Linked DNA regions of Mus musculus: all the other regions are linked to region 3. The links are chromatin contacts, called in public Hi-C, HiChIP or PLAC-seq and promoter capture Hi-C maps. All regions are on one chromosome and are shown on one strand. The core of a region is the stretch at or near the end of the contact, and the rest is flanking DNA. Distances in the headings are between cores, read along the strand shown.

Evidence for each region. Promoter capture Hi-C pulls out the DNA fragments that hold promoters and counts their contacts. A called contact is a pair of places that touch in the nucleus more often than the background predicts. HiChIP or PLAC-seq counts read pairs in DNA pulled down with a chosen protein or histone mark.
Region 1: a promoter capture Hi-C map of pre-B cells shows a contact between it and region 3. The contact joins the promoter of Gng2 here to the promoter of Samd8 in region 3. A contact is called at or near these places in 1 of 39 promoter capture datasets (pre-B cells) and 1 of 9 other capture datasets (liver).
Region 2: an H3K27ac HiChIP or PLAC-seq map of thymic regulatory T cells shows a contact between it and region 3, with 8 times the contacts expected there. The contact joins the promoter of Ecd here to the promoter of Samd8 in region 3. A contact is called at or near these places in 2 of 39 promoter capture datasets (liver and pre-B cells), 2 of 115 datasets of contacts at active chromatin or transcription factors (astrocytes and thymic regulatory T cells) and 2 of 9 other capture datasets (adipose tissue and liver).
Region 4: a contact with region 3 is called in a Hi-C map of CD8 T cells, with 6 times the contacts expected there. The contact joins the promoter of Saysd1 here to the promoter of Samd8 in region 3. A contact is called at or near these places in 2 of 39 promoter capture datasets (liver and pre-B cells) and 1 of 484 Hi-C or Micro-C datasets (CD8 T cells).
Region 5: a contact with region 3 is called in a promoter capture Hi-C map of pre-B cells, with 4 times the contacts expected there. The contact joins the promoter of Kcnk5 here to the promoter of Samd8 in region 3. A contact is called at or near these places in 3 of 39 promoter capture datasets (erythroid cells, liver and pre-B cells) and 1 of 484 Hi-C or Micro-C datasets (B cells).
Region 6: a promoter capture Hi-C map of pre-B cells shows a contact between it and region 3, with 4 times the contacts expected there. The contact joins the promoter of Rtraf here to the promoter of Samd8 in region 3. A contact is called at or near these places in 3 of 39 promoter capture datasets (liver and pre-B cells) and 2 of 484 Hi-C or Micro-C datasets (B cells and CD4 T cells).
Region 7: a contact with region 3 is called in a promoter capture Hi-C map of liver, with 4 times the contacts expected there. The contact joins the promoter of Nudt13 here to the promoter of Samd8 in region 3. A contact is called at or near these places in 2 of 39 promoter capture datasets (liver and pre-B cells) and 1 of 484 Hi-C or Micro-C datasets (CD4 T cells).

Annotation. Positions count from the first base shown.
Region 1 is chr14:19,975,859-19,978,777 of GRCm38.p6, reverse strand. Gng2 (guanine nucleotide binding protein (G protein), gamma 2) reads left to right here and starts at 1,529. Exons shown (of 4, transcript NM_010315.4): 1 at 1,529-1,820.
Region 2 is chr14:20,346,829-20,349,610 of GRCm38.p6, reverse strand. It overlaps Ecd (ecdysoneless cell cycle regulator), which reads left to right and starts at 1,490. Exons shown (of 14, transcript NM_027475.3): 1 at 1,490-1,817. Fam149b (family with sequence similarity 149, member B) reads right to left here and starts at 1,449. Exons shown (of 14, transcript NM_001024512.2): 1 at 1,217-1,449. The coding sequence starts at 1,263.
Region 3 is chr14:21,749,097-21,752,068 of GRCm38.p6, reverse strand. Samd8 (sterile alpha motif domain containing 8) reads right to left here and starts at 1,538. Exons shown (of 6, transcript NM_026283.3): 1 at 1,289-1,538. The coding sequence starts at 1,462.
Region 4 is chr14:20,081,722-20,084,784 of GRCm38.p6, reverse strand. It overlaps Saysd1 (SAYSVFN motif domain containing 1), which reads left to right and starts at 1,613. Exons shown (of 2, transcript NM_026209.1): 1 at 1,613-1,907. The coding sequence starts at 1,698.
Region 5 is chr14:20,180,473-20,183,225 of GRCm38.p6, reverse strand. Kcnk5 (potassium channel, subfamily K, member 5) reads left to right here and starts at 1,444. Exons shown (of 5, transcript NM_021542.4): 1 at 1,444-1,959. The coding sequence starts at 1,774.
Region 6 is chr14:19,822,222-19,825,177 of GRCm38.p6, reverse strand. It overlaps Rtraf (RNA transcription, translation and transport factor), which reads left to right and starts at 1,355. Exons shown (of 8, transcript NM_026528.3): 1 at 1,355-1,509; 2 at 2,488-2,612. The coding sequence starts at 1,449.
Region 7 is chr14:20,293,305-20,296,309 of GRCm38.p6, reverse strand. Nudt13 (nudix (nucleoside diphosphate linked moiety X)-type motif 13) reads right to left here and starts at 1,620. Exons shown (of 9, transcript NM_026341.3): 1 at 1,518-1,620.

The sequences.
Region 1 (2,919 bases), core at 280-2,779, 1.8 Mb after region 3:
AGTAACTTTTGCGCCTGCCAGAATGACATTCGGTAGTCCCCAGGGTGTGCGAGGAAGGCACAGCTGATGAGCCTGCATCAATCTAGATTTTCCTGTCAGATTCCCTCCTGGTGAGTGAAGGTAGGACAGGGCCTTCAAAATACAGTAGCAGATTGCTTCTAATGCTTGAGAAGGTTAGCTTTCTAGGCCTGGCTTCTGAGAGAGGATGGATTTATTTATTAATTACATTTGAGACAGGGTCTCACCATGTAACTCAGAGGAGCTTTGAGCTCAAAGTGATTCTGTTGTCTCAGGCTACAGTACTGAAACTGCAGCTATGACTACCATGCATCACCTCCCTTCAGGAGCAAGGATTCCCTCCTCGCTGCCCTGCTGGTGTTTAAAATGTACCTTCCCCCAAAGTGCTTCCTTAATCCAGAGAAAGAATAACTCAAACCTGGGGTAAATTGTTGCCACAAGCATCAGGGCTCAGCTGTGAACATAACTGGGGGAAGCCAGGGGAACAAACACTGGTGTCCGACCGGCTGTTGACTGTCCGAGCCACTTGTCACCTGAGTTTCAGTCTCTTGTAAATAATAACCGATAGTATGTAATTGAGTATTTTCTCTGCTCTGGGAACTATTTGAAGCACCACGTATCTGTCTGGTCTTACTTCCTTCTCAGATTTTTCCACTGTGAAATATGGTATGATTTTTGCAAGTGGGGAAACTGAGGCATATAGACATTAAGTCATTTGTCTAAGTTTACAGGCAGGAATGACAGCTCAGATTTTAACTCTGGAGGACAGACTGACAATGGTTCTCTTTATTCATGACACTATCCTATTGTCTGAAACAAAGGGCAAAAGAGGCCCCTCAGCCCTACCAATATTAGGTGGGTGGTAGAGGAGGGGATCTATGGCTGGACTGGGAATCCGGGCCACTCAGACCACACCCCTCCCTTCATTCACACTCTCCTCGGACTGTTCTCACTGCTAGATCTACCTCAGCATTGCAGGACTTGGCTTAGCTCACACGTCCCAGAAGTCCTGCGGGTGCCATTATTTTCTAAGCATATGGGTTAAATAAAATCTCAGTGGTAGGGAGACCTTGGGGGAATGAAGCTCCGGAAAGGTTGGCTGGCCACAGAGGAAAAACTCGGCAGCAAGAGGCTGCAAGCTGCTTGGGAATGCAGATAGGCCGTAAATTAGAAGGCGCTGCTGGCTGGCCCCGGATCTCAGGACCAGAGTCTACGCCGGCCCAATAAATACAGTAGCTTCAGTTCAGAATGAGAAAGCAGTTTGGGTGTTGAGGAAACCCACTGAGGCACTGTGTGGACACTGTTGGGAGATGAGCGCTGGGAGATAAGAAAAGGACTGAGAAGACAGTGCAGTGGGGATGGAAGGGCGCTGGAAAAAAGGGGTCCAGGGGATTAGAGCCAAATTAGCATCAGCAGCAGACAAAGCCACTTAGAGGAAGCCCTGAAGTGGTGGGAGAAGCAAACGAGAAAGCTGGCTTGCTACCCGATACTAAGAGAGGAGGAAGTGGGAGATGAGCTGCTTCCTGTAGGAATGAGGATTGAAGACAAAGCTGGGTGGGGACTCAGGCTTGGGCTTCAGGGGCTGCTATACAGACAGACACACGACGCCTCTCGGTGGGCAACTCCTACTACGGCTGGGCTGGGCTGGGCAGGGCTTCGCTGCGCTGGGCTGGGCTGACTGGGCTGGGCTGGGCTGGGCTGGGCTGGGCTGGGCTGGGCTTGGGCTGGGCGGGCCGACCTCACCACCCATCTGCTCCGCCAGGGGAAGCTGCTCTCTAACCAAGCCTCCGGAGCCAAGCAAGGTAAAGGACACGTTTTCCATGTAGCTCCTTTTGAATTGAGATGAAGTGACCATGCTTGTGGGTTTTGGGGTGGATTTCTTAGGGAAGCGAGGAACATTGATTCAGGCTTGGGGGAAATGATTAAGATGGGATTTTAATTTTTTTTTTTTTTTTCGAGAACGATGGTCAGATTTGTGACACATTTTGTTCAGGGTGTGGGGAACCACCCTCAGTGTTTAGGAAAACAAGCTGAATGTAAGAAGTGGTTTGTTTAGCTGGCTCAGCAGACCGACAGGGCTGAGTTGCAGTCAGCTGGGGTGCGAAGCTGCAGTCTGGGCACCCGAGCGTGGCAGACCCTTGTTTTGGGGTGTAAGTGGTGAAAGATGTTAAGCACACTCATATACGTATGTATTTCGGTGAGCCGTCTCTTTGCAACATTATGGCTGTGGTTTGGCTGTGAGGATGTTGGGTTCTTTTGTACATAGATTTTTACCAACAAAGGCTCGCATTTCGAGAGCGAGGGGCCAGTATTTACCTCTAAGGAACTAGTGTCTTCCTCTCCTTGCTGCTACCATTTGTTAGTAGGTCTTACCCTAAAGTTGCATCCTTATTTAAAGGACCATGGCCGGCCTATAACTTGCTGAAAATCGGATACCGGTGTGTAAATGGATTTTATGCCTGTATGAATTTTATCCATCTCTAGATCAAAACGATTGTTAATTCTAGACAGAGATAATATCGAAGTGAGCTGGTTTGTTTCCTTGTCTGTGTATGCTGTACACTGAGTTAATACAATCAGAACACAGTTTTTATTCTGTAAATTTTCTTAAGCACTGGATGCTGATAATGAGTCTGGGATAGTAACTGGTTTGCGTTTATGAGTGATATATATAAAAGTACAATAAAGAGGTCTAACAGGCTTGAACTGAGATTATGGGCTTTTTTGGCAGAACATGTAGGATAAACAGTTTAATAAACTGTGTCATAATTTTTAAAAAATCTTCAACAAAAGTGTAGTTAAGCATAAGAAAGCATTGATTAAAATGATTTTTACTTTTTTATATACAATAAAAGGAGATAGTTTTTCAAAGCAAAGAAAGAGCTTCGTGTGGTAGAATGA
Region 2 (2,782 bases), core at 241-2,740, 1.4 Mb after region 3:
GGTGCACGCGCATGTGCATGATACACTAAATGGAATTTTAAAAATTAAAAGCAGATTTTAAGTTAAATCCTTCTCACTTTGGGGAAATGATTATTTCTTAGTTTTATTCCCTAAGGAGCTTATTATCTGATTTGCTGTTGTGCAAATAACATATTCCTTAATAGATAACATGCTTCTGAAAAGCAAGGAGAGGTTCTCTTCTTTGTATGGCTCTTTTACCAAGTAAAGGCGGGAAGAAGAAAGTAGTGCTATCACTTATTGAGGATCTATTATGTACCAGCCCTACGTCATCATTTTAGGTATACTTGTACATCTTAGTTGTATACATAGACAGGAAGGCCCAGATCTAGTTAAATTTCCTAAAAGCTAAGTGGCAAGAAAAGTATCCATCTAAAAATCTCAGGTGTGACTTTAAATGAATGTTATTGGAATGCATAATAAGTGTATGGCTGTTGAAATTGCTTACTTCAATGAGGAGGACCAATGGGACTTGGTTTAAACGTTCAGGCCCTATTGGGTTCAGATGTGGAAGCTTTCTAATTTTATCTGAGCAACAGAAGCTAGTTACAGCAATCTTTCAGAACTGCTGAAAGGACCAAGAAACTGCAGGTTCTTTTGAAATTGCAAAGTACCAGTCAGTAGATATAAGGCTCTATGTTACACTTTACTAAGGGTACAAAGCAGGTTTTTAAACTACCAAAGTGCTTGCTTTTTAGCATTATTTGCAGGGGGTGTGACGGCAATGTGTGAATTGCTTGACAACAGGCTTTACAATCGGATTGACCCTTGGTTTGTACGTCTGAGCTGCACCACCTTCTAGATACAACCTTTAGACCTGTGATCTTTATTTGTAGGATGTGCAAAGTTGGTCTCAACCTGATTTCGCTATTGCATTCAAGCAAACAGCTTTGCATGGTGTTCTGAACTAGACACGTTCAACGTTATTGTAGCATTTAAGCTATTATCTTCAGTGGGGTCAAAAGCACTGTGGGAACAACGGATGCAGCACTCCCTCAATTCAGGACCTAACAGTCCCAAAGGCACACCCTAAGCTGGTGACCCAAAGACAAAAGGCAGCTTCCACCAGGGCTGGGAGGTGAGAATCCGGGATAGTATTTTCCCTCCCTATGTCTGGGACGGGAAAGGAGAGGACGGGCCTTATAAGGTCCCTTGAGCTCCGGCGGCCCAAGCTGGGCGAGCAGAGCAATCCACTCACAGCTCCACGCTCTGCGGCACGGCCTTCCGAGTGTATCTGGAGATCATCCTCCTTTTTCTCCTCTGCGGCCAGGGCGGGCAAGCCAGGGCGGGGGCCTCGGGGCCTGGCCCTCCCGCCGGCTCCGGCCCGGCCCCCTCCTGCCACCTACCGGCCCCGTCTCGCCCCGTCTCGCCCCGTCGCTTAGATTCCGGACCGCCACCTCCCAGAGTTCCCACTCTATAGTCTTCCGACCTGCCTCCTTCCTCTCATGAGCGGAAGTGACGAAGGTACAGCGTCTTTCGGAAATTGGCTCCGATGCGCACTAGAGACTATACTCAGGGTTCCGAGCCTCACGACTTGCAGGCGTTCAGGCGTGGATCAGGGCCCAAGCGAACGCGAGGACCCAGCATGGGCCGGGATTGGGCGGTTGGTGGTCGCCTCTGACCAAGTGTCCTGCTGGAAGAGGCAGCCAAGGAAAGGTGCCAGAGCAGAGGCGCACGAGAGAGCTATTGAAAGGGATCGCTTTACTTTTGTCAGGTGGAAGAAGAGCGTCTAGTTTGGTGAAGGAGCACTATACCGCGCCAGGACAGTGCTCCTGGTGGCTCCTCTTCTGTACTCTCGGGTATGTCATTTTTCATTAATTCCCATGATCTCAAGTCCAATTCTGACTCTGTAAATTCTACATAAAGAGCCCTGCTTGGATTTAGGGTGAGGGTGGGTAGAGTTTTTCCTTGATCCGCCAGGGTGAGAGGCAGCACGATTCTAATTTACAGTGGTGAGTGGGTAGTTGCATAGAAGGTGCAGGTTCCTTATTGGTTCATTGCAAAGCCAAGTAAGCTTAGGAATTAAATTGCTGCGTTAGGTGGGCATCCGGAACCATGACCAATTATTTTGGGACGAAACTCCGACACGCAAGTGTTGGCACTTTTAAATCTTCTATAGAAGCCCTGTAGAGCAAGGGGCATTGCTTTTTAACGCACCTAGTAACACAATTTTAAAGGAAGGTGTTTTAGAGACGGCAGACTAACACTTTCATTTCACGACTAAGTAGAAAGCTCAAGAAAGTAAAGTGCCCAAAGTATGCCACCGACTGAAGCACGGTTGGAAGGTGTGAGAGAATAATGGATAGTAATGGAATGTTTTCAAACTGTGTTACACACACTGCTGCCGACTGAAGGGCAAACATTTATTTATTTGTGAGAAAGGATCGTCTTATGTTACCTAGCCTAGCCTCAAAATCCTGGACCCAGGTGATCCTTTTGCCTTGATCTCTCAGCTGAGACCATAGGCACACCTAGCTATTTTTAACTTTTATCCTCACATACTTCTTTGGTTTGGGAAGTGAGTTGTTGGACTTTCATTTACTCCATAATATCAAGGTTTCCAGTTCACATAATTTAATTTTAAGGAAGATAGTTTTAAGTCTGTTATTCAGAGGATAAATCAAGTGGTGTCTGGTAAAGGCCGGAACCATGATGGTAGGTGTGTATCAAATTTGGGGGAAATAATGTAGTCACCTAGAAGAATTCTGAGAATGCTGTTATTTCTCCTTTTGTGTGGCTTATGTCCCTTGAACTTTGATGGCCA
Region 3 (2,972 bases), core at 289-2,788:
GGTACTACATCTTCCAGAAAAAGCACCTGTGTGCTTACACATTTCTTTTGTCAGCTGCCAACTATAACCTCCCTTTGCTACCTTTAGGTTTCTTGATCACGATAGAAAAAAAATTCCATTCATGTGGAAAAAATCTGCTAAATAGCAAGAGAATACTGATCCTGAAAAAGCTGTTAAAATCACCTTTCAAATTTTGTACGAGGTAACTCCAATCCTCGAGTTACCAATGGGGACGATCTTGTAGGATTCTGGACTATGGGTGGCTTCACTTCTTGTCGTAAATGACCTCTTAAACCCAAGAATTTCCACGGACCATATTTCCACCCTGTGGCCAATATGCGGGCCAACTCAAGCTGTATTCAAGTGTTAACAATTCGCACTGAATTATCTGTAAAATCCAAACGTCCAAATTCCCCTTGCAGATTTAATTTTTTTAATTTAAAGGTAATGTACTAAAGACTTACACTTGCCTGACATCTGAACCTTCTTAAAAACGAAGCACAGAGGAGAAGAAACCACTCGCGTCAGAAGAAATCTGAGTGACATCTTTATTTTCACAAATCACTACCCTCTACGAACATCACTTCCTCTCTCCGATCGCCTCCCCCAGTCCCTGTACGAGAATCAGCGATGCATACCCGCCCCTCGCAATCTAGCTTCTTAAAGGGATCACAAACAGGCAAGCCCCAAAGCCGTCATCCACTACCCAGAGATTTTTGACACCTTGAAAGACACTTACCTGTAAAAAAGCCAAGGCCCTAAATTAGATCCCCAAGGGCTCCTTTTTTTCCCCTGGACTTTTCCTCTCTAACCTTTAGGCCAAGCTCCTTCCCACCCGACAGCACCTCCCTCTTTCCAGGCAACCCTAACTCCCGCCCTGCGAAACCAGCCACCATTCCCACCGAGTCAGGTGGCTGTCAGTCCCCACCCGGCTGCCTCGCCCTCATGCGGGTTACGGGTTACAGGAGGCCCGGGGCCAGCTCTCCCTATCCCTCATCTCTATGGCTACAACCCAGGGCACCTCCTCCTCCAGGTCTGGATTCCGGGGACCCCTCTTGCACGTTCCTTCTCCCCTAGCCGGGTAGCAAGGACCCAGCCCCTGCGCCTCGTCCCTTGTTGCCCGCGGGTCAGCTCAACCCCCTGATTTTCTCCGGATTCCATTCCAGAGCGGCCTCCCCTGGCTTCCCCAACCGTCTCCCCGCGGCCCTTGGCGCCCCCGACTCTCCACTCACCCTTGGTTGCAGGCGCCCCCCAATCTCCCCTCTCATCAGCCTCGGCGCCCGCTCACCTCCGCGGTGGGAGCCGGGCTGCCGGGACCCAGCTCGGAGCCGGTGTCTAAGTCGCCGTTGGAGTCGGGGGTCCTCGGCGCGTAGGCGGGGCGCAGCGCCTTGAGAGTCAGACGCGAAGGCCGGGGGAGGGAGCCGGAGCGCAGGCGGGAGCCGGCTCGGCTACCAGCGGGCATCGCTCCGGCCCCTTTGGAGCCGTGCCGCCAGCAGCGGCCAGCCGAACCGGAACTGCTTCGGGAGGCGGGGCGCTACGGGGAGGGGGCGGGTCCAAAACCGGAAGAGGAGGGGAAACCCAAGGGGGAGGGGGAGAGCGCTTGCGTCATGCCCAAGCATAATTCATCAAAGGGTTTTAATGAAGATAGGAGAAGGCTTGTGGGTTGTTGACTGGGGTTGGAGCCTAGGAAGAGGCTATTATCCTGAGCCCTTTGAAGGGGCAAACCCCTTCTCAGTCAGTCCTCAAGTTGCATCATTTATTTGTTTTTCCACCTTTGGTGTTTTCGAGACAAGGTTCCTCTGTGTGTAGCTTCAGCTGTCCTGGACATCACTCTGTAGACCAGGCTGGCCTCAAACTCACAGAGATCCACCTGCCTCTTCCTCCCAAGTGCTGAGATTAAAGGCGAGTGCCACCACTGCCCAGCCCCGTTTATTGCCCCTTGATTTTGTACTGTGCTAGAGACTATACTTCAAATCATTGTTTCAACTCTGTAGATCTCATAGAAAGGTCAAGAAACATTGTAGCCTGACGTAGCACAGTTAATCCAAGCTGGTACCCAAGCCCAAGCTAACCTCAGACAGAACCTGGGTTCTTTCCTGCTACTACCATACCCCACCTTAACGGAATATCCCCTTCTAAAGCAAGCCTAACATTGGCAGAATCCACGTCTGAAGCCATCTGCAGCTTGAAATCTCAGCCCTCTTTGACTCTACTTTCTTGAACAATGCAGGACCGGCTTTGGTAGTTCTGAGGGAGAAGGGGGCAGATTCTAAGATGGACAGGAGGAGAACAGGGGCAGCCAGGAATCTGCCTAGTATGCTCAGAACCTTCAAGGGCTCCATGACACTGCAAAACATCTCATCTCCTGCAGCCCTTGTAGGCAGAGAACTCTCTTGTCCCCGTGCTTCTATAGGGGTAGAGGTGTTGCTCAGTGGTTAGAGCACTTGCTGCTCTTGCTGGAGACTCAGGTTTAATACCCTTTCACCTCAATGCCTCAAGTTCAATGCCACATGCCACCTCACAACCATCTAGAACTCTAATTCCAGGAGACCCACCCCCCACCCCCACTTTCTGGATACAGCAGGCATGGGATGCATGTGGCCCACATACATATTTGTAGGCACTCAAACATAATTTTAAAACTTATTTTATATGTATAAATGTTTGCCTGCATGTATTATCTGTGTTCTTAACCACTGAGCCATCTCTCCAGTACCAATAAAATATTTTTAATTATAAAAATAATGTTTAAAAAGTGGTTCTAGTGTCCAAAGATTCTCAGAGCCTTATTCTCAGAGCCTTGGGCAATGATCACCTCTCTGACATAAAAGGATCCATCAGCTTTCTCTTAAAAAAAAAAAAAATCTGCTATCTTCATTATAGAACCACCGTTCTGTGTGAACCCTACAGCACACGTCAGATGCTTTCCTCCCTGTGTGCCTAAGTTTCTGTGACTCCACAACTCTGACAAG
Region 4 (3,063 bases), core at 364-2,863, 1.7 Mb after region 3:
TTCCCTGTGTGCTCTAAGGTTTTAGTGTTGTCGGGTGACAAATGCAATGAACAAAAAGGATTTGCAGTCTCTAAGGGGAAACAGGCCTATGACTGATGAGAAAGAGATTTTCATAGCTTCTCAACATGACACTGCCATAGAAACTCCACTTTGGGAGTAGGAGAAATGGCTCAGCAGTTAAGAATGCTTCCCCAGCTACTGCCTGGAACTCCAGCTCCAGGGGACTCAACACCCTCTTCTGGTTTCCACAAGCAACTGCACTGACATACAGACCACACACACACACACACACACATTACACAAAAGAACAAACCAAAAAAAAAAAAAAAACCCAAAACCCAAAACAAAAAACCCAAAACAACAAAAAAATCTTTCCAATTAGAATGTAGAAAGCAAAGGTCTTTATTTCATTTGTGATCCCTGCCTCCTGCTCTCAATCCTTAATGTTTGGTGCCGAACTCAACACATAGCCCTAGACAAACATTTGTTAAATGAATATTTTCTAGCTTTTTGACTCGAACTCAGTAGTATCCAACAAGTATTTGAGACTCAATTCTGCAAGTGCTACTTAGCTAAATCCTTGGTACTTAGCTTGGAGCTTTAAAAATCTGTAAAACTGTAAGATCTAAAATTTTAATTTTTGGGTAAATACTAATTGCAAGAAAGGATAAGAACACCCAGAGTTCTAGAAATGTTCTTTACTGGATGGTAGTTACACACTATAGTTACGATTTATAGATTTTATATATTTTTAGTATGTTTTGGTCATATGCATTCTCCTCCTCTAACTCCTCCAACATTGACCCCTCTCGCACCTTGTCCTCTTTTTCACTTTTTAAGAAGTCCACAAATTCCCATTCATGGGTATGGAGCAATCCACCAGGATCTACCAGGGCTTACATGAAACTGACTCTCTACCCCGCCCGAAATCATCACCCATAAGTAGCTCCCCAGTTAGGAGTGGGGGCTTGCGAAGGTTGGGTCGTTTGGTTTTGTGCAGGCAAACACGCTGCTGGGAGTTCAAGAGTGGCCCTGTGATGGCCATAAGACAGTTTCAGTCTGGCTTCCTCCTATCCTTAGCTTTTAAAGTCTTTTGACAACCCCCCCCCCCAGGTTTGTGTATTTAAGTTTTTCCTCAGTAAGTTCGTTTGTTTTACATTTCTTGTCTAGTCAATGCATCTTTCTAGTGTAGCAAGCAAACTAAATGCTAAGAAAATGGAGGTGTGAACACCTTCAGCGAGACTGATAGACTGCAGTAAGAGTTAGAAGGTAGGACGCATCCTGCCTTTCTGACACGGGAAACTTCCCAGAGATCACAGGTCTCCTCCCGCGTCCCGAGACGCTTTTTCTGCGGTGCTGACCACTGGCTTCCCCGCATGCGTTCTTCCCTGAACCTGAGGTGAGGAGCAAACACGTCAGAACTGAGTTCTGCGGCCCGGGCAAGAGCCGGAACATCTGACGGTTCTCATACTTTAAACGCAACCTTTTAGCCGGAGGAGATGGGACACTCAGTTCACTCTCCTCTCGAGAACCGAGGACCGCTCCAGGTACAGGAGGGTCACCAGACGTCACAAAGCCTTGGAAAATTCCGACCCGGGCTCATGCAACGCGCAGGCGCAACAGAGGGCCACGTGCGCAGGCGCACGGCGGCCGAGGACAGGCCTGGACACACACCGGCGAGCGGGCGGCTGCGCACCATGGAACAGCGGTTAGCCGAGTTCCGGGAGGCCCGCAAACGGGCCAGTCTGGTAGCCCAGCCTTCCACGTCCAGTCAGAGCGTACAGACCTCGGGAGCGAAGGCGGAGCCAGCGGCGGCGACCCCAAAGACAGCCACGGGCTGGCTGACACGCTTCCTGAAACGGAAAGCCAACCCCGCCATCGCTCAGGCTCAGCCCAACCAGCCTCAGGTGAGGAGAGAGGCCTGCACCTTGAAGCTCCGCCTCCGCGCGGGGGCCACGCCCCTGCCTGCCCAAGCCACACCCAGGATATCTGGCTCTTCCTTGTCCTGTGCGCTCTCTCCTCGCCTGCCTCGTGGCTGGACACCGCATTTCCGCTCTGTGTATCAGCACATGATACGTGGCCTTGACGTTTTCCATCCCAGACAATCCTATGCAGCAACTAGTTGAAAACAAAGCGAAGCTCTAGGGAGCTTGAAGAAACATCTCTGCTCTCCAGTTGTTCACTGCGAGTTAATGACAGAGATTCGTGGCTTTGAGAAACTGATAAGTTATTTCTCCACTGGTGAAGTAAGCCAATTCAAGCCAGATTAGTATATATATAGGTTTATCGGGAAGCTGCTTTTGTGCCGATGAGTTCACTGGCCCTAGGAAGGAGGCCAGGGAAGTCGCCATGAGAAGGGAGACAGAGGGGAGGGAGAAGAGAAAGAGAGAAGGAAAAGGAAGAAGAGGAAGAGAGAAAACCAACCAAACAAAAAAAAGTCTGGGTTATATAGTAAAGAGCCTGTGGGCTGGAAAGTTCAGGGTTGGGGGTAGGGTATGCTAGGTAGGGACTGAGAGATGCTTGGAGAACCTGGAGGCCAGGTCTGCTTGGTGTGTAAAATATACACCTCAGCACCTTGTCCTGGGGTCTGAAACCACTGAGCTGCATCCACTGCTAGTGAGGGGGTAAAGGCCTTACTGGTTATGGCTCAGAGGTGGCAGTAATTAAGGCTGCACTTTATTCACACCTTGGGTAGAGGAAGCCAGTGTCTCGGGTAGCTTGTACTTTAGAAATGGGATTTGGACCAGGAAACAAAAAGAGGTTTGAGACTATGGCCATACTGTTCTGAATGCAGCTTGATTTCTGAAGCTAAGCAAGGTCTGGCCTGTGCAAAACGGGGTTTGACTATGGAAGTGTGGCCACTGTAACTGCCTAGAGTGATGTGCATGGGCTTATAGGCCCCTCTTGGACTAGAGAAGGGTATTCAAGTTCAACTGTGAGTGATCTAGGTAGAAATAATTTGGACAAGTATGATAGCCCATTCGAATCTCATTGTGGCTTCATATAGTTCCACACAGGAGTATCCTGGCAAAGGTACTTGCCTGTGAGGTTGGAATCCCTGGG
Region 5 (2,753 bases), core at 195-2,694, 1.6 Mb after region 3:
CTCCTGCCCTAGAAACCTGAGTTTTCTCGGTTTCCTGCTCAGACTTCTCCCTCAGGGCATGTTCACAATCTTCAAACAAGAGCTACAAACAATTGAAGGCCAGAGGTGGTGGCCATGTCTTTAATTCCAGCACTTGGGAAGTGTAGGGAGTGGATCTTTGTGAGTTCAAAGTCAGCTTGGTTTACATAGCGAGGTCCAGGATAACCAGAGCTACACAGGGAGACCCTATCTAAATGATTGACTGATCAGCAGTGTGGAGCCATCCTTAGCTCTGCAGATGCAGCAAGATTTCAAGAGCCACAGACAACCTTCTTGCAACTCTCGGCCTGTGACGATTAATCACCCACAGAAGGAAAAGGCCCTGGGGAGGGGGTAGTGCCAGGGACTCTGGCCTCTGTTGCATCTGCTGCCACAGAGGTCAGGGGCAGGCTGTGGCTCTGGCACACAAGTCAGCACCCCTGACTTGAGACAGTGGAGGCTGCCCAAATGGCTCTGCCTAGCTTCCATTTCTTTCCTGGAAAGTAGATCTAACGACAAACCCCCGATTACGATACAAAAACATGTCGTCTGCCCAGGGTTTATAAATGCTCAGAGAAGCAAGCAGAGTGAGGAGTAACTCAGACGAGTTTTGACAGATGTATTCACATCTTCTGCCTATTATCAAGTATTTGTTTATTTTTGAGAGAAGGTTTTACTGTGTAGCCTGGCTGGCCTAGAACTCCCTATGTAGACAAAGTTGGTATACCTCTCTAGTTGGGACTAAATGTGCACACTACCACCACACCTGGTCTGAGTGTTTATCGCTATTAACAGGCCTGTGGATAAATGCATCACCGAGTGGAAAGCATTTCTAGTCTCTCCAGTAGATATTCCAGCTGGGGTGGGTAAGGGGGAAGTGGTGTTGTAATTTTAAGCAGGCTTGGGAGTAAGGAAGAGGTCCTTGTAATGTGGGTGTGGCTGTCTGTCGCCTCTCTCAGAAGTGTCGCGAACACAGATGACCTGGGATGGGTTCTTCACCCATTTGTGGTTGGGATTAATTCCCAGTAATCCTAATTCAGATCCAATCTCCTTACTCGGGTCAGATAAGTAAGTGTGTGAGCCCCAGGAATAATTGGGGAAACATCTGGATGTGATAGTAACACTGGCAATGTATTTCTGACCTCAGCAGTAAGGTGCATGACCGTTTTAGCGAATTATATCGATTTCTAATACGCAACTGGAGTCCCGCAGACCGCAAATCCCGCGACTGTGTGGCTCCTGGAAGTCTGGTGGGGCCATGAAGCCTTGGCCTGGAGCTTGGAGAACCCGGTGTTTGGTGTAATGACTTCAGGCGCGCTGGGCGGGGCCAGGGGCGGGTTCCGAATGGACTCCACCCCTTTCAGGGTCTGGCGCGAGCGGGCGGGCTGAGAGCTGCTTAAAGAGCCCTGCGGAGGCGCGCTGGGCGTACTGTCGCGCGCGCAGAGGCGGCACACGTGTCTGCTGGTGTGGGTCCTGAGTTTCACCCTACCCTTCAGGATCGAGAGATTGGGGTGGCCCCAACCCCCTTTTGATGTGCGCTCACCCTGGCCTGTGAGAACGTGATCCACGCAGTTCCCCGCGTTCAGGGAGCCAACTTGGCCAAGCAACTGTCCCGGGAGCGGCGCGCGGGGGTACCGGGCACTGCGCATGCGGAGCTCCAAATTCAAACAGCTGTGTCCAGGGCTGCAGGACGAGTGAACCCGGAGCTGCTGGAATTAGGGGACTCTTTCTCCAGGAGGTGGCCATTCCAGAGTCATGGTGGACCGGGGTCCTTTACTCACCTCGGCCATCATATTCTACCTGGCCATCGGGGCAGCGATCTTCGAAGTGCTGGAGGAGCCACACTGGAAGGAGGCCAAGAAAAACTACTATACACAGAAACTGCATCTACTCAAGGAGTTTCCGTGCCTGAGTCAGGAGGGACTGGACAAGATCCTACAGGTGAGCCGTCGGTCGCCAGAATCCTCCACATGCATCTGAAGCTGTTGGGACTATAGCGGTATTGAAGGGGATACTCCCTCCTACAGTTTAAGACGACCCCCCACCCCCCAGTCCCAACCAGAAGTCCCTGGGTGGCGGGAGAAAATGCCTCATCAGGTGTCAGGTCGCAAAGATCTGTGTCTTTCGTCTAGGGACAGGGAGATTCCCCCACGCGCGCAGACTTGGTCAGTACCTAGTAAGTTCCGAGAGAACTTGGGGTTGACTCCAGGATGAACTGGGCCCCGCGGTGGCTTAGTGTGGGTGTGCGGGTGCCTCCCTCTTTGGAGGGAGGCTGTGGGGCGGATAAAGGAGTTTATCTTTCCTTGGAGACGCTCCCGGAGTCCGGGAGCAGAGCCGGGTGCCACCCCTCGCGTCACCACCTCCCGCTCCAGGGCCGTTGCCGCGCCCGCTCGACCTTTCTAAACTTGAATACAGCAGAGGGCCCCCAGACCTGGTGTGAGCAAAAACACACCCGCCAGTTGCTGCACTTTGAGTGGGGCAGGGAGCTCGGACATATCCTAAGTGCCTCGGAGGAAGGTCTGTGGCTGGAATGTTCGGGACGGTCCCAGGCTTCCATGAAGTCTTAGCAAGCTGAGCCATCCCTCAAGGACTCGGAATTAAGCTTTGTCAAAACAGCAGGTTGCACAAACGAACACCCAAATTCAGGTAGTGCCCTTTTAGGGAGCGAGGATAGTGTGGGTGAGGGGATGTTTCCCTGATGTTAGCTTGTGGAGTCACTTATCTGAGAATGCACA
Region 6 (2,956 bases), core at 106-2,605, 1.9 Mb after region 3:
CCTCTTACAATGATGCTCTTGGCAGCCTTGTTCCTTCATTGGTAAGTCACACACACACACACACACACATACACACACACACACACACAACCAAAAATTCTCCAAACAATTTACCTGGCACCTCGGAACTCCCTTAACCTCCCCAGATTATATATACTTCTACCTCTAAATAATAATGTTTCTTCACCCCTAGTACCAATCACACCTACACAGTTTTTATTCAAGTATATTCCCAATGTATGGGGTATAAAGATTAGAAGGGTCAAGATGGCCTGAACTTGCTTGGGGTATAGGCACAATTAAGGGGAAACTATGTCCTCTAATAAGCTTTTAAGAAGAATCTCTTATTTACTCTCATATGCCTGTGCATGTGATTAAAGCCAGATGCATTATTGGAAGGGACGTGAGCAGTATTGAAATGATCGTATAACCTGATCTATCAATTGAAATAAAGGATCATTCACATTAGTAACCAGCGCCTCCTTTTTCTTGACCGGTGAAGAGACCCAGGCTGTAGCCTGAGGTACTTGGTACTTTTGCTCGCGTTGCCTGCTGTCATTCTGTAACTTTGCACTATAGCATTGCTTCAAATAAAACTATTTTGCTTTTGCATATTTGGATAAGAGGCCAAAAACCTGGAAGCATGCAACTTAGATCATAAGCACCGACAGCTTTGCTAAAAGATAAGAAGAAAGTTTTAAATGGGCGCTTTAGATTATCAGTCGCGTTACAGAGTGGGGAAAATACATCAGGAAAGGCAAGAAAGGATGAGAGAGAAGAGATGGCAGGACTTAGTGGCCCACTGAAGGTAGTGACTGAGAGGTTTGAGGAGAAGGAAACGCAGGTTCCCGGTTTCTGACTTCACTGTTTGGGGACAAACTGAAATATGGCATGGGGGTTGTATCTAATCTCCACATCACTCCAATTAGTCCGAAAGAATATCCTGCAGGGACCTTTCTTTTCGATCTTTGTATTACCAGCGTTCAAAGACGAGCAATTAATACGCTCAAGATATTAAACAGCAACTCTGAGCCAATAAGAGCTATAGCCGACTCGAGAAAGCGTACAGACATTTTTTTTTTTTTTTTTTTTTTGGTTTTGGTTTTGGGTTTTGGTTTTGCCTACTGTTGCAAGAAAAGGAGTTAGATCCACGAATCGCAGCTTCAGACCTGCTTTCGGTCCATTGTACAACTAGGAAGCTGACAATAAAGTTTATTTGAGCGTCGACGTGCACCGACGTGGCCCCGCCTCCTAAGCAGCAGCGATGATTGGCCAGCGCTTGCGGGCTGCGGGCGTTCCTAAGCCGCGATTGGCTCCGTCCGCCGTCCGTCGGAGCGTCGGTCACCGCCCCGCCCCTTCGCCGCGTCGCCGGTGCCTGCGCTGCCCGCCTCACCTCGCTTCTCCTGTCCCGGCGGAGGCCCGGGCGGCCAGCGCGAGCAGCGGGGACCATGTTCCGACGCAAGCTCACGGCCCTGGATTACCACAACCCCTCAGGCTTCAACTGCAAAGGTGGGTGGCGGCCGCGGGGTTCGGCGACGGCGCCTCCCCAGCCCGCCCGGACCCGGACCCAGACCCGGCAGCCGCTGCCCTGAGGCGCTCGGCAGGCTTCCCGGCCCCCGGGCGGCTCGGCGGGCACCTGCGGGGTAGGGGAGGGGACCGGGGATGCCCTTCGGGGCGCGCAGAAAGTTCGTGGCCGGCTGCCAGGGAAGTGGAACCGTTCAGAAAAAAAGATATTCCAGTCCTGCGGGCCAGTGGGAAACTGAGAGTGAGGCGGGGACCAGGGCCTCATTCCGCTGTGCAGGACGCACCGGTAGAAGCGGGGTGGCAGCGTTTGGTCTCCAGAAGCATATCAGGGTCAGTCCTGGTTTTTACTTGGCTTTTACTTGGCTCAAGATTGCTGGGTGGCGGTAGAGCCGAAATTGGGGGTTGAGACCTCAGTTTTCTGACGAGTAAAATGAGGATCTTTCCTGAGGGTTTTGGGTTTTGGTGTTTGGAGGGGTTGGATCTAAGGAAGCAGGTGCGTCCCGGTAACTGTACACTGTCCCCTAGCTTTCAGTTTTTAATATTTGTATTCAGGGTGCTTTAATCGTTTATTTCTAGTTTATTTTATTCTATTGGCTTGCTTCAAAGTTTTTACCTGCCCAATGCCCCTTAAACTCTAAAGGAACCAGAGTTCTAATAAAACATAGGAAACACTGTGCCCTGCATGTTTAATTCATTCAATACTCAAAACATCCCCACGAAGTAAGTCCCGTTTTCCTCATCTTGTATCTGAAGAATCTGAAGCTTAGAAAGTGTATCCGGTTTTCTGAGGCTCATCCAGAATTTGAGTCTATTGCAGTGAGCCAGGTATCTATGGCTCTGCAGTCTGAACTTTGAGCTCTTGCTGACTTCCCTCGGGGTCAGTTAATGTAGTGTTTGCAGGTTAGAAAGCCACCAAGGATCACAAAGGCTTTTAGTGACTTGATATATGATGTTTCGTTGCAGATGAAACAGAATTTAGAAACTTTATCGTTTGGCTTGAAGACCAGAAAATCAGACACTACAAGATTGAAGACAGAGGTAACTTGAGAAACATCCACAGCAGTGACTGGCCCAAGTTCTTTGAAAAGGTAATGAATCAGGAAGTAGAAGGAAGCACAGAGAACTTTTGTAAACGTTGTATGTTGAGTTGAAAATTCCTATGTTCTTTTAAGATATAATAGTGATCAGTGTGAGTAAAGCTAACTCCATGGATTCAAACTCTGTTGTTTTGATTTTTAAAGCAAATTATATTATCTCCAACCGAGCTGTCAGTATTTGGATTAAACATCATTTTCTAAATGTCACGGCATTCCTTAATAGGATTGTCTACATAATTTGTATGTATGTATGTATGTGTGTGTATGTGTTTATATGTATGTCGGGTATCCGCAGAGGCCAGAAGAGCACAGCACGTCTCTTGGAGCTTTAGTTA
Region 7 (3,005 bases), core at 371-2,870, 1.5 Mb after region 3:
ACAGACTATAGACAGTGGCTAGTTTAGGAGAAAGAGATGGCGATGAAGGTTGACAGGGGCACATGCAATTAAACTGTTCATTTGTACACTTACAATTGTGTGTGTATGTGTGTGTGTGTGTGATGCATATGTGTTTGGTGCCTAAGTATGTGACTGCATGTGCATGATGCATATGCATGTGACTGTGAGAGAGAGAGATACTGCAGGCACACACATGCCACAGGATAAGTGTACAGGTCAGAGGACACCCTCAGGTGTTGGTCCTCACCCTCCACCTTATTTTGAGCCATGATATTTCTGTCATTCATCACTGTGTATACTAGGCTGGTTAGCCTGTGAGCTTCCAGAGAGTCACAGATGTGCACTATTGCACCCCACTTTACATGGGTCCTGGGGACTCAAACTCAGCAAGCACTTTATCTGCTGAGCCACTTTTCCAGCCCTGACTAAAATTTACTTATTTATTTTTACTGATTTTAAATTTCATTTATTTATTTATTTTTGAGACAAAGTATCACTCTGTAACCCAGGCTGGCCTCAGACTCATAGCGACTCTTTTGCTTCAGCAGGAAGGATTATAGGCTATCTTTAAATTTTAAAGCACATGCATATACATACATACACACACATATATATGTATATATAAATACAATAATGTATAACAAAACCAGTAGTTTCCAGGACTAACGGCTAAAAGAGGTTATTTTCACGCTACTGGAAATTTAGGCTACTGGAATTCCTCTGGTGAGGTTAATGGGTCCTGGGAATCGAGCTGTAACTACTCACTGCTCTTGTATGGCCATACAGCTACCTGGTTTCTTGTCCAATATTTGATACCAAATTAATTTTAGCCAACTGTCGATTATCATGGCCTGACGACTGGACAATATGTCAAACAGCATCCCCACACTTGACGCTCCTGGTGTGTGTGTATACAAAGAATTATCGATGAGATGAAAGGTAACGTTGTTTTTACTCAAAACTAATAAATGCCAAGGCATTTGAACGTATGAACTAACAACTTCTATGGCACACACACACACATTTCTCATTCTGTTCATCTTTCCAGATGGAATGACTTGAAAGGCATAAAGCGTGACCGTGGGTTCCTCCTGAATCTTCACAGGTGCCCAGGGAGCAGCCACTCCACTGTGGACTTCGATGGCTGGGAATGCTGGAAGCTGATGAGCAGCCGTGTTGCAGACTTCACGGTCTCTGTGCCCTGGTTTATATAAAAAGCTTTATGGTTTATTTCTAAAAGATCCCGCCACCATTTAAAAAATTAAGAGAAAAGGTGAAATATTGGAAACTTCCATTTTAAATAGCTCTTCAAAAATATTTCAGAAAATATTTAGAGGTACTCAATGTTGGGTACAAAAACGTCCGGTTTCTCGAGATTTGAAAGGTTTAAGTTAAAACTGTCAAACTCTGTAACCGAGAGCGTCTGGCAAGTTTTGATTATGGCTCCTTACTACATCCTAGTTGCACTTAGAACAGGTTTCGTTTCCTGTACTCACTCTTTTCGAGATGCCTTCTATGCCCCAATGGTCTGCACGCCCCTGGAAACTCCAAATGTTCAAGTTCAAATGGTTTCTCTTTTCCCTTCCCAGTGGGATTGACGCTTTGCCACACCTCCCAGAATCCTCCTTAAAGATGCACTCTGGGAAATGTAGTTTCATCGCTACAGCGCACGTAGGGGTGGTTGGGTAAGTGGAAATCTGACACACTTCCCAGCAGTCTCAGAGAGATTACCGATGCACTCTGGGAATTGTAGTTCAACTTTTAGGCCGGGAGCTTGTAACCTTGGGTTGCAAAGTTAACCTTATAAAGCATATAGTGAAACCCACCACAAACAAATAGCTTTAACAGTTTCCAGATCTTCTGGGCTAGATGCTGCTTAGCTGAATTGGTGAGCCCCAGGTTCAGTGGGAGACCCTGCCTCAATGAACAAAGGGGAAAGCCATGGAGGAAGACATTCCATGTCAACTTTACCCTCTACACCCACATACTTTAATGTGCACCCATGGACACACATGTGCCATGTACATATGAACATGAAAAAAAAATCTTTTTTTAAGGTTAGGAGTTCCGGGCTTAGCCGGGCGTGGTGGTGCATGCCTTTAATCCCAGCACTTGGGAGGCAGAGGCAGGTGGATTTCAGAGTTCAAGGCCAGCCTGGTCTACAGAGTGAGTTCCAGGACAGCCAGGGCTATACAGAGAAACCCTGTCTCGAAAAACAAAAACAAAAACAAAAAAAGGAGTTCCAGGCCTGCCTTTAATCCCAGGAGACAGAGGCAGAGCCCTCTGAATTTGAGGTCAGCCCAGTGTACACAGTAGACTCAGGTTATCAGGGGTGCATACTGATACCTTGCTTTAAATAAACGAGGGACTGTGCTTAGGTATATAGACGCTTTAGGTAAAACTCTTACCTTGGTCAATCAGTAGGATCAATCACCATCTAAGACGAATCTCCAGTAAAGCTACTTGGGGCTGCTTTCTTTCTTACTATGGGAGTTGCTTGCTTCTGTGAGAAGCCAGTGCTATTAACCACTAAGCCATTTCCCTAGCTCTTCAAAATATAATTAATGAGACAAAATATTAAAAGTACAGGATACATAAAAAATGCATCTTAATGTAAACAAAATTCTATGGGAGAAAACAAAATAAATAACTGTACACACGGTTGTAAGTGCTGGGGCAGAAGTTAAAGCATGGTAAGAGGAGGAGCGGTTTTGCTATTTTACGTAGGATGGATAGCCTCATTGTTAAGGCAACACTGGAATAAAGAGCTTGACAGAGCTGACAGGAACAGCCAAGTTAGGATTTGTGGGGAGAGACTTGTAGACAGAGTAAAATAAGCTCGTGCAAAGGCCCTGGGGTGGAGATGTGCCTGGCGGGTGTAAAGAAAGGTTAGGACTGGGGCTGGAGAAATGGCAGAATGGTTTAGAGTCCTGATTGTTCTTCTAGAGGACCTGGATTTGAGTCCCAGCTTCAATATAACAGCT